Regions from separate parts of the Bombyx mori genome. Here all the other regions are linked to region 3. Evidence: chromatin contacts called from public Hi-C data. All regions are on one chromosome and are shown on one strand. The core of a region is the stretch at or near the end of the contact, and the rest is flanking DNA. Distances in the headings are between cores, read along the strand shown.

Evidence for each region. Hi-C and Micro-C count contacts between places; a contact is called where the count stands out from the background.
Region 1: a Hi-C map of posterior silk gland shows a contact between it and region 3, with 2.2 times the contacts expected there. The contact joins the enhancer-like site here to the promoter of LOC101737318 in region 3. A contact is called at or near these places in 2 of 7 Hi-C or Micro-C datasets (posterior silk gland and whole pupa).
Region 2: a Hi-C map of posterior silk gland shows a contact between it and region 3, with 2.9 times the contacts expected there. The contact joins the enhancer-like site here to the promoter of LOC101737318 in region 3. A contact is called at or near these places in 2 of 7 Hi-C or Micro-C datasets (posterior silk gland and whole pupa).

Annotation. Positions count from the first base shown.
Region 1 is chr8:8,655,153-8,658,550 of ASM3026992v2, reverse strand. All of the region lies in intron 2 of LOC101737318 (transducin beta-like protein 2), which reads left to right. Among protein-coding and RNA genes, the nearest start is that of Mir2807a-3, 18 kb to the right of the region's middle. Within about 2 kb of position 2,085, at least 8 of the 8 cell types and tissues checked have open chromatin away from gene starts, as enhancers often do.
Region 2 is chr8:8,629,668-8,633,415 of ASM3026992v2, reverse strand. The region is part of intron 3 of LOC101737318 (transducin beta-like protein 2); the gene reads left to right. Among protein-coding and RNA genes, the nearest start is that of Mir2807a-3, 7.0 kb to the left of the region's middle. Within about 2 kb of position 1,780, at least 3 of the 8 cell types and tissues checked have open chromatin away from gene starts, as enhancers often do.
Region 3 is chr8:8,693,351-8,696,725 of ASM3026992v2, reverse strand. LOC101737318 (transducin beta-like protein 2) reads left to right here and starts at 1,991. Exons shown (of 6, transcript XM_004932074.5): 1 at 1,991-2,344. The coding sequence starts at 2,194.

The sequences.
Region 1 (3,398 bases), core at 836-3,335, 38 kb after region 3:
ACGTAGTGGATTTCTTCAATGATTTATTAGCATATTGAAATTGAAAAAAAAAACCAAATTTATCGAGAATAAGGTTTATTTTAGTTTCGAATAATAATATATGAAATTAACCATACCTACGTTTGTTTGTACGTCCGCGTTTCATTGTATCACGCCGGTGTTTCGCTCAATAATCGTTTTATAATAGTTCCCACGACGGGCTCCAATTCAGCGGCGTGGCAAAAGAAACGACAGTTAGCTTGTCATACAAAGAATTTAAAGTTTATCCGTTACAATAAAACGAAGGATTGTGAATTTTGATGAATATATGAAGACCATCAACGCAAAAGTGACCTAAACCACATTTTTTTTATATTCAAGCTTATATGACGTATATTCGAATTTATTTGAATAAATTTTGATGCAAAACCGGCCTATCCACAGTTTCGCCCATAGATAACAGATAGCTTTGTAAACATTATTTTTGCGCGTATCGTTTTTTTTGCTTAGTCAAATTCAAATTCATGAAAATGCAAACCTAATTGCCTCCATACTGACTATGGTAAGCTTAGGCCACTTTTGCCACATATATCTTTATAGGTTTAATTATTTTTAATTGATTGAGTTATTGATGTTCGGACTGATAGAGTAGCTTGTGCGCGATAACGTAGTCGAGTCAAAGTATGTTCGATATATAAGGTTATCGGCGATGGTGTCACCGACCAGCCGGCGGCGGCGGCGCGCCAACACGCGATTCTGTATACAAACAACGGCACGGCACACACGCATACGACTCTACGTAGAGAGGTGGCCAACAAAGAGCGCGTTGTACATACAAACGGACCGACTTTATGCGCTTCATGCGATGTAGCCGTCATGCGCACATGCTCTTGATAGTGAAGTTCATTTCGTTTTATTGATCCGAATTAAAATAAACCAAACCTACACATTGATACACCTAAGACGTTAGTTTATCAAACGGACTCTAACGCTTGAAGACCACCTGCAGACAATTAGTATAATGATAAAATATTTATGTAATTTGTACATGACCAAGAACAGGGTAAATCATAATTAAATTAATTACATATTAGTTTAATATGTAATAAAGTGAAGCTTTATTTAGAATTGGTTTGATTAAGAAATAATTCTCAAATTCATAAATGTCGTTCGTCACGTAAGCAAATCTCGTCACGTAAGCAAATCTGATGAAATTATGGCATTATTACGGAGTCTCGTAAGCGGTATGATTCTGAAAAACGTATGATTCACGTTCGATCGTAATTTTTACCGTTAAAAATAAAAGTTTCCTCTCGGTATCTGTATTAAGACGAAAGTATTTTTTTCAAAAACAACCTTATAACGAATTGACTGTATATAGTATCATTGACATTGATGGTATAATTGATGATATAAATGATTGAAATAATATGTTTTTCGGATCCCGAATTTTAATTTCATTAATATTCTGACACATTTCCTGTAAGATTTGTGCTTTAAGAATCGGAGACAATGACCGGCCTTCCTTCCCTTGTCAATCATTGTACTCTCACTCTTCCGTAGTTTAAAGTGAATTATCTATTTTTCTCTCTTATCGTCAAATTAATTAATCATTCATAACTCTGAAAATGAAAATTTACAATTCACGGAACAAAACCGATTAATTGTTGCTTAAATAAATAATTAGTAGGTACTAAGGAAACGATTAAATAATGATCACTTAAAAAACGATTATATATATTCAATAAAGAAACGATAATGTCTAGATAATTATCTAATGTTACCATTTACATTTTTGTCCGGAGTCGAACCCATATTATATTATCGTACGTAAACATCGCGTCCACGCGGGTCGCGGGCATCAGCTGTTTAGTGTAAACAACTAAACAAACGTCAGTACAAATCGAGTTGCTTCAGGGTTAGGACGCTCTGCGTGTTAAATATCTAAAATAAGTTCAAATACAAGTAATGTTTTGTACGAAAAAGTTGTGTTATTGTTTAGAAAAAATGAGAATAGGCCAGTCGATCGTTGTGTCCCGTTAACGAAGGCGCGCTGCGTACGTAACGTATAAAGCGTGGGCTGCCCCACCAGCGCGTCATTAGTACAGCGCCCGCGCGCGCGATAGCACGTACCTCTAACTCAAGCTCCGCGCTCGTATTTCGACTCTATGTGTACACAAGCCAACCAAGAAACATGCATTTTTGTATTCAATTCCACGATTGGTTTTATCAAGAGACCGTCGCGTCGGTGGACCCTGCCGGCGCTGCAGCACGCCGGCGCAAGCCGCGTGATCAACGCCGCCCCCCGTCCGCGCCGACGACGCCGTCGACGCCGCAGAGACTCTCCACTGAACAACTAGCACAGGCCCTCCGGTCACATTTCCTGTCTCCAAAGCGCATGTGGACCTTGGGATATCCTTTGGAAATTGAACCGAATTCGACTAAAGCGGTCGTATACATAAATCCACCGCCTCGACCTAGACCGATGACTACGTGGGATGTAAATGCCCCTGAATTTGTTCCCGGGTCCCAAGGTGACAGCGGTCGCGGGTCCTTGGGGTCAACTCCGCGATCTGACAGTGACGAAGAAGCGGATGCTGTGGAACACTTGTGTGTACGTTGTGATAAAATGTTTAGAATGACTCGTGATGGTGAATACGTTAAAGAAGAAACATGCCTCTATCATTGGGGCCGTGTTAGTAGTGATTCTCGGTACGCATGCTGCAAATCAATGCTCGGCTCAAGAGGATGCAGTGTAGCGCGATCTCATGTGTGGAGCGGTACTCGTCCTGGGATGAACGGACCTCTTGAAGGCTACGTGCGCGCACGTTCACCTCGCGGTGGAGTGTATGCTATTGACACGGAGATGTGTTATACTACAGCAGGATTGGAATTAGCTAGTATCGCGGTCATTGCAGCCGATGGCCGTCTTGTATACCGATCACTAGTTAAACCGAGTTCACCTGTCGTCGATCACAACACCCGTTTCTCGGGCATCAGGCCGCGCGACTTGGCGCGCGCGACTAAGACGCTACGAGACGTACAAAACGATATACTAGGATTCGTTGGAACTGACACAATCCTTATCGGACATGCTCTGGAAAATGATCTCCGCGCTTTGAAGTTATTGCACAGCGCAGTTGTAGATACATGTGCTTTATATCCACACGCACGAGGATTCCCAATGCGCCGATCACTACGCGCCCTATCCGAGGAGCTTCTGGGCCGTACTGTACAAAGAGGCAGCAATGGTCACTCGCCATTGGAAGATGCTCGAGCTGCTATGGATTTGGTGCTACTTAAAGTACAGCAGGAGCAAGCGAACAGAGTACACAGCATATCATATCAACTACCTATTTTGCAACCTTATGATCCATTAGTTAGTTCCGCCTAATAATTTGAGTGATAATATTTTAATG
Region 2 (3,748 bases), core at 531-3,030, 63 kb after region 3:
ATATAAACACACATAAATAAGAATGATTAAAATGAAACTTGCATCTTCCCTTACACATGAATACATATACGCATGTTGCTTTCTCGTGTTACCGGACACAATGAAAGTATATCCATCGCGATACCACGTTCACTTTCCAATCCGAAATCAAATTGCATAATGACATTAAAATCAACAATAAAGATTAAATATATATATAAACGTTGCGACACTTTCAGTATTACAAAATCTCTGTAACGTAAGCGATAATCTTTCGATAGGCACCGTTAAAATTGATGATGATCGATATTCATTTTATTGGTTTTCGTTGGCAGAAGAGCGTGTTTTCTATTGTCGCCCAAGGAATTAACATTCACAATGCCTTGCCAAAGATATTTTGGAAGGAGTGAACTGTCATGAACAAATTTCCCCTCCTACAATTTTTTTTTATTGACCTTGTAGGCAGACAAGCATACGGCCCACCTGGTGCTGAGTGGTTACCGTCGCCCATGGACTACAGCAATGCCAGGAGCAGAGCCAAGCCGCTGCCTACCGTAAATTCGTACCTACCGTTCAATGACCTGTATATACATGTGTTCAACCTCGAATCAGTAACCCCCCCCCCCCCCCCCCCTATTTTGATAGCACGTTCAATACGTTGAACCACGAGCTTCAATTAAACATTGTAATGTATATTAATTAACATATCACGTATTTATCTTCGGTCTTGTTTCGCGAGACCAAACGAACAAAGATCTTTGTATCCTTTGTTTTAAAATGCGCATGTTACTCTTGTATTCGTCACCTTATCATGTGACATACGAAATCGATTTATTTTGTTAACTTAAAATCGATACAAATAATTATATAGATTCGGTCATGAACTCGTTCGGATTGGGGTATCATTGTTTTGCTTATTTATGCTTATAATACTTTCACACTTTATACTTACATGTCAATGAAAATTTTGAGAGTCCTTTATGTCTCAAGGTATCTGATGGCAATAATTTTGTGTAGATACCGCAATATAATTAAAATAATCGTTCACTTCTTGTCTAGATTTAAAATCGAAAGTATGATTTCATTTCACGTTGACACACGCGTCTTTCATATCCCACTAAAAACTATACAAGTTTATGAAAAATAAACAAACATTTATTAACACGTTGACTGCCGTGTAGGTCACCGGTGTCCTACGCGGCGCACTGAAGTAATTATATCGATTTTTGTTATGTACTAAATTCTACTAAGTTCTTCTTGTAGGCGTCCTACGCGGTTCACTAAAGTTATTATATCGATTTTTGTTATGTACTAAATTCTACTAAGCTAATGTACCTATATTTTAATCTTTTAAGTCAGTAAGAAAAAGATTCATTCTCAGTATCTTCAGATTCGTTTTTCCCAGAGTCTACTAGATATTCCGCGCTTTAATAAGATGATCCAAAAAAGAAATCGATATAATTACGTCAACGTTTTAAAGATGTAAATTCTGTATCGGTTTTGTTTCATTGAACAAAAAGTACTTTGACGTCGTTTACGTTGCGGGAAACCTCAATAAAACACATGTTTTCCTTGTTTATGATTTTAAATCGAACACAAAAATCAATCCACGTCCCTTCCCTTCCGTAATATTAACAAATATTTATTCGTAAAACAAATATGGCTACGTACCGATAAAGGAGACGCGAAGCGATCGTTTCGTGATTTTGTTTAAAATCACGACGACCTTGTGTGTTCGACAATGAACCTCGACAATGTTGTTGAGACACCCATTGTCTTAACGAAAACGGGCTTATTCCGCATAAATACGATACGAGGATAACGCAGCGCGGGCTTAGACAGCGCTTTTAATTCTTTATTGCTGTTTGTGTTGTACCGTTAAAGGGTATTGTTACTGATATTCTTATTCTAATTACATTCAGTCAGATTTATATACAGTAATTTACCCAACCCGGCTCTTTGATAATATGATGATGAAGACAATTTAACGGCCGTCTGGTGTAGTGGTTATTGACATAGTCACTACACAAGGGGGTCGCGGGTTCGAATCCCGCCAAGGGAAGATATTTGTATAATAAATATAAATGTATTTTCCAGGGTTATAGATGTATATTAAATATATGTATGTGTATAATAAAAATCTTACATTTATTTCCGTTATCTGGTACCTGTAACACAAGTTCTTTACGAGCTTAGCACGGGAACAGTTAACGTGGCGTGATTGATAGTATATATTAATTTATTATTTAATGTGTATTATAACAAATCACAAATCAGCATAAAGGAGGAGGGGACGGCTTAAGTTCGAGGCTGTCGCCGGAATCTCCCTTATCTACCCGTATCTTTTGATGACAACTAGACTATGTTCTGCTAGAACCTCTGACGGAATTTAAATTTTATAGATTCTACAATTAAATTTCTTAAGTTTGTATTTAAAATTCAAAAACGAATTATTTAATAATTCGATCAACATTTTGAAAATTCGAAATTCAGATTCAAATATAATACAATAACAAAACATGAAGTTTCATTATAGGTATAGTGTTTTATATGTATTTATGATTAATAAGAATAAAACGGGAAGCTATTTTCCGTTATGTATTTTATCTTATACATATTATCATGACCATCTTCCTAGTCTACCTACGTCGACTTGTATAGGCATTAGTTAATAGGATATGTACCACCGCATCCGATGTGATTATGATGATATCATATCAGGAAAGTCGAAACAGAATTCCGCACTGACTGACTTAAATTGATGGTTCTTTATTGTACATAGAAGAAAATATGTAATAGAAAATTTAACACTATATGAGTTTTCTGCAGCAATCAAGAAAGCTATAGAGCGAAATTAATTATATAAGTGGTTAACCTAACAGAATACAACATATTGTAACCAATATGTTTAATTTTATTAGGTACTTACTAGCTGAGTTCCGCGATGTTACCCGCGGTTATTGTCGTACCGCGGGTGACGCCGCGGGGCGAAGCTAGTCTAAAAAACGTAGCCTAAGTTACTCCTTATATCGTCAGCTACCTATCAGCGAAAGTCCCGTCAAAATCGGTCCAGCCGTTCCAGAGATTAGATTAAAATAGAGATTAGATTAAAAATTGTAAAAAATATTATTTTGGTGTATGTTCTGTATATATATTCATATGCATGTAGTAAAAAGCGGTTATTTCAATATTACAAACAGACACTCCAATTTTATTTATATGATGATGATGATGTTGAACTATGAATGAATGAACGCTAAAAGTTAAATTACCACCTACCTCGCAAATACTTCATCCAGTACTGCATTCGTGAAAACCCTAATAAAATGTCTGGCTATATATTTTTTGCATGAATATGTGTTTGACTGTTGACATAATTCGTCCAATTTGTACTAATTCAAAAAGTTACATGGAACTATCGCGTGCCTCTTTATCGTCAGCTGAATCTAAATTAACGAACCTCTTGTGTTTGACGTACTATAAACTCGCAGACATTTTCTTTTATTGTGTACTTTTTAAGTTTTTGTCAGTCATTGTTATGTTGCTGACATCGTCGCAAGATTTCGCCGATTGTAACACAGATACGGCTCTCTAATGATCGCAACGCTAATTTTTTTTTGTTATAATACGATTCCCATCACTATTGTTCGAGAAAGGAAACAGGTCGCTCATAACAAATATGTTTTTATTATTCCTCAATGAGCTCGTGTTTATAACACGGAAAAAATACTGTACAAAATTCATTTTTGGAATATCCGTCAATGTAATA
Region 3 (3,375 bases), core at 742-3,241:
GAATTAAAGATTAAAAAAAAGTTTTTGTCGTTTTAGATTCATAACCTGTAATGTGGTCAAATATCGTAGCATTATTCTTGTGAACATATAATTTAAAATAGACGTAAGATATCCTCTTATTTAATAGGCGTAAGAGATTTCTTAGAACACTTCAAGTGTTCAAAATAAACTGTTGACTGTGTGAATGAGAAAAGCCGAAGATCAGTCTCAGGGCTGTAAGCTCACACGTCTCTGTCCAGCGGTGTAGAAGTGTACATTTATGATGGTAATAATTAATGCTTTAACTGGAAGATGTTAAAATAATGTTTTTCTTTCACAAAATTTCAACAAAATTCTTTCTTTTAAAAAAACTTATTTTTGGGATTGATAATCATGAAATAGTTTTATTTATTTACCATTGAAATCCCTTTTTCTAAAACGTATCCCCTATGTAACACCCATTTATTTGTCTGGCTTGCAATTGATCTGTTTAGTTTTGGTTATTGTTTTGGATAATAAATTTTGAGTACCTATTGGTCGCCCTGTACACACTTGGCGACGCACCGTAGAGAGTGAGATGAGGACTGCCAACGTGACCTGGAGTGATGTCAAGGAGCAAGCGCAAGACAGGGTAAAGTGGAGACAACTTGCGAGGGCCCTATCTACCAGCGGGGTACCCTAGGACTACAACAACAACAACAACCTATTAATAGTTACTCAACTTTTTTGCACAAGAGCTGTAAAACACTATCTCCATAGTATAATTTTTAGTTGATATTTAGATTATTTTGTAGTATATAGTTTCAAAGTGAAGTTATAAGTATAAAATGAGGCAAACATAACAAATTATTCAAGCATGTCTTTCTTTTGTTTGTTCGCTAATGTTAAATTTTGAAATATGTATAAAACAAGCAAGCCTTTCAAATAACCATATTCTAGTTTTCTACAGAGTCAAGATATTGATACCTGCCACCCCGACGAGACGACATTTTAATTTACAATAAAACTTAAAATTTGGTACTTCATTCTACATTGTTGAAAAATTGAGTTTATAAGTATTATTATTATTCAACAGATTTCAATCTCATTAAGTGTATTTCATGACACTTGTCAGATTTTAGTTAAACAAACTCATTGCTTTTAGCAATGTACTTACATACTCCACTGATTAAATACTATTTTTCTTTTAAATAGATAACATACTCTTTTTATGACTGAAAATGTTTTTTAGACTCAATCCATAAAGCCATAGTTAAAAGGTACCTAGCCAACTTTTGAGTTTGGTCAATAATAACAGTATGCAACATAACATAATGTTACTTGGAGCCATATTCTTTTAACAGGAGCTTACTATTGCCTTCGTAAATTTCCTGCCTGTCTACAACTCTTATACACTCGTGTATATAACTTAAAATAACTATCCGTGAGACCACTTGAGAAAGAAACACTATGGAAAATTAAATCTAATCTGCTAGCGTGTGCCAAAAATGATTTCTAGAAACACATAATGGGTGACCACAATGCATTAGGGTAGGTGTTCACAGTTACATGTACACTCTCTACCTAGATTTCTGCAATTTTTTAGATTTAGCAATTTAGCTTATTTCATTTCTAAATGTTTTTGTTCACCAATGTGATAGTATGAAATGCACTATTGAATAACTTATTTTAATTTTAAGCATTTCGGCAAACGCCTATTTGCTCTACGATATTACTGATGCTGAAGTTGTACAAAACTACAAAATAACAAAAGTCTGAAATCAAAATACATTATTACGTTTGATAATGACTATAACAGTGAATCAAATCCGGACCAGTATTATAATACTCAAATACATTAATCTTTAGTTTCGTAATTTGATCTATGCCTATGCTCCATGTTTGGCTTTTTGAATTGCTAATTAAGAAGCTGGCTGATTTAAGAAGCTTGAGATTTTAAAACTTATTTGGCTTAAAAGCACAAATACCAGGTCTTGTAGAAAACGACAAAAACAAAGCTTGACAGTTTGACAGTGACAGATAAGTACCGGCACGTGTTCCCGCGCCGCATCGTGGTTGACTAATTGAATATATTCACTTCATTCAATCAATTCTGTTCAGTCAGTCATATAAGTATCTGTGGTTAGTTATTGTTTGTGTGACCGCGTGATTATAATTTATCGTAAATCTTAATTTGTGCACTATTCTTAGTTTCCGCGAAAGAATTTAGTCAGAATGGGAGAGATTGAAAGCGGTCAAAACATTCACGTGTTCCTCTTGTCGGCAACTGCAGTTTTAGTCTGCGTTTTGTTGCATTTCATTTACAAAATTATATTCCGCAACAAAAACCAAGCGGTGGAGGAACGTGAGAGAGAGAACAATTCTGGTAAGGGTTAGAATTAAATTTTAGAAGCTTCTAAATTTTTTTAAATAGTTCTTAATTATTTTAAAAACAACACCAGAAAATTCGCCGAATTTTTTTAGCAGATTCAAATAAGTTGAAGGTATGTACGTAAAAGCATAACTATTTACCGGCAACGGACACAGTAGGTACCTAGTATGTATCTCATGCGGTTTTTGTGCTATGCGAGCGGATGCTATAACTGTACTTGAAAAGTTGACTTGAGAATGTACCTGACATACATAGAATTTACGTCCTCAACAACTGTACTCTGTAAGTCATTGAACTAAAGATCTCATATAATTAATTATAGAAAAAAATATGTGTTAATGATCCCATTATTTTACATATAAAGCTTAAAGAAAATGTCGTCGATAATTTTCTTTAAAGAAAACCTAAAGTATAAGAAAAGTACGAATTTTGACTATATAATGCAATTTCATGTTCAATTTATTGATTACATTTTACAAAAATATATAAAATAAAATATGTACTAGCATCTTATTGTTCTCTATTGTTAAGTATCACAAAGCCATTTCTTCTGTAATAGAACTGAAGAAGTACATTGTAGCTTGGAAAGAAAAATAATTATTAAATTAAATAGTACAGTTAGTACAGGGCTTCTGAATATATATATATTTATGTAAATTGAAATGAATAAGTAACACATAAAGGCCTAATAACAGAAACTTATGGTTAGGACAATAACATATCGTCACCATCTGTGCAAATATTGTTTTCCAAGACAAGGCAGACTATGACTATGCCAGATGGAGGAATCAAATATGAACATTTATATTGTACACAGATATGTCTAAATCTAATTTTTGTTACAAAAGGTAACATTTATGTATTCTTAGATAAATATAATATGTAATGTAAAAAAATTAAAAATACAAACTTTCACTGCATAATCATAATTAAATAAATATGATTTAAAAGATGAATTAAAGTATTAAAAAATAATACTTAATTGATTTTGGAAATGATCTGCCGGTTGTTGTTTTGTTAGTCAT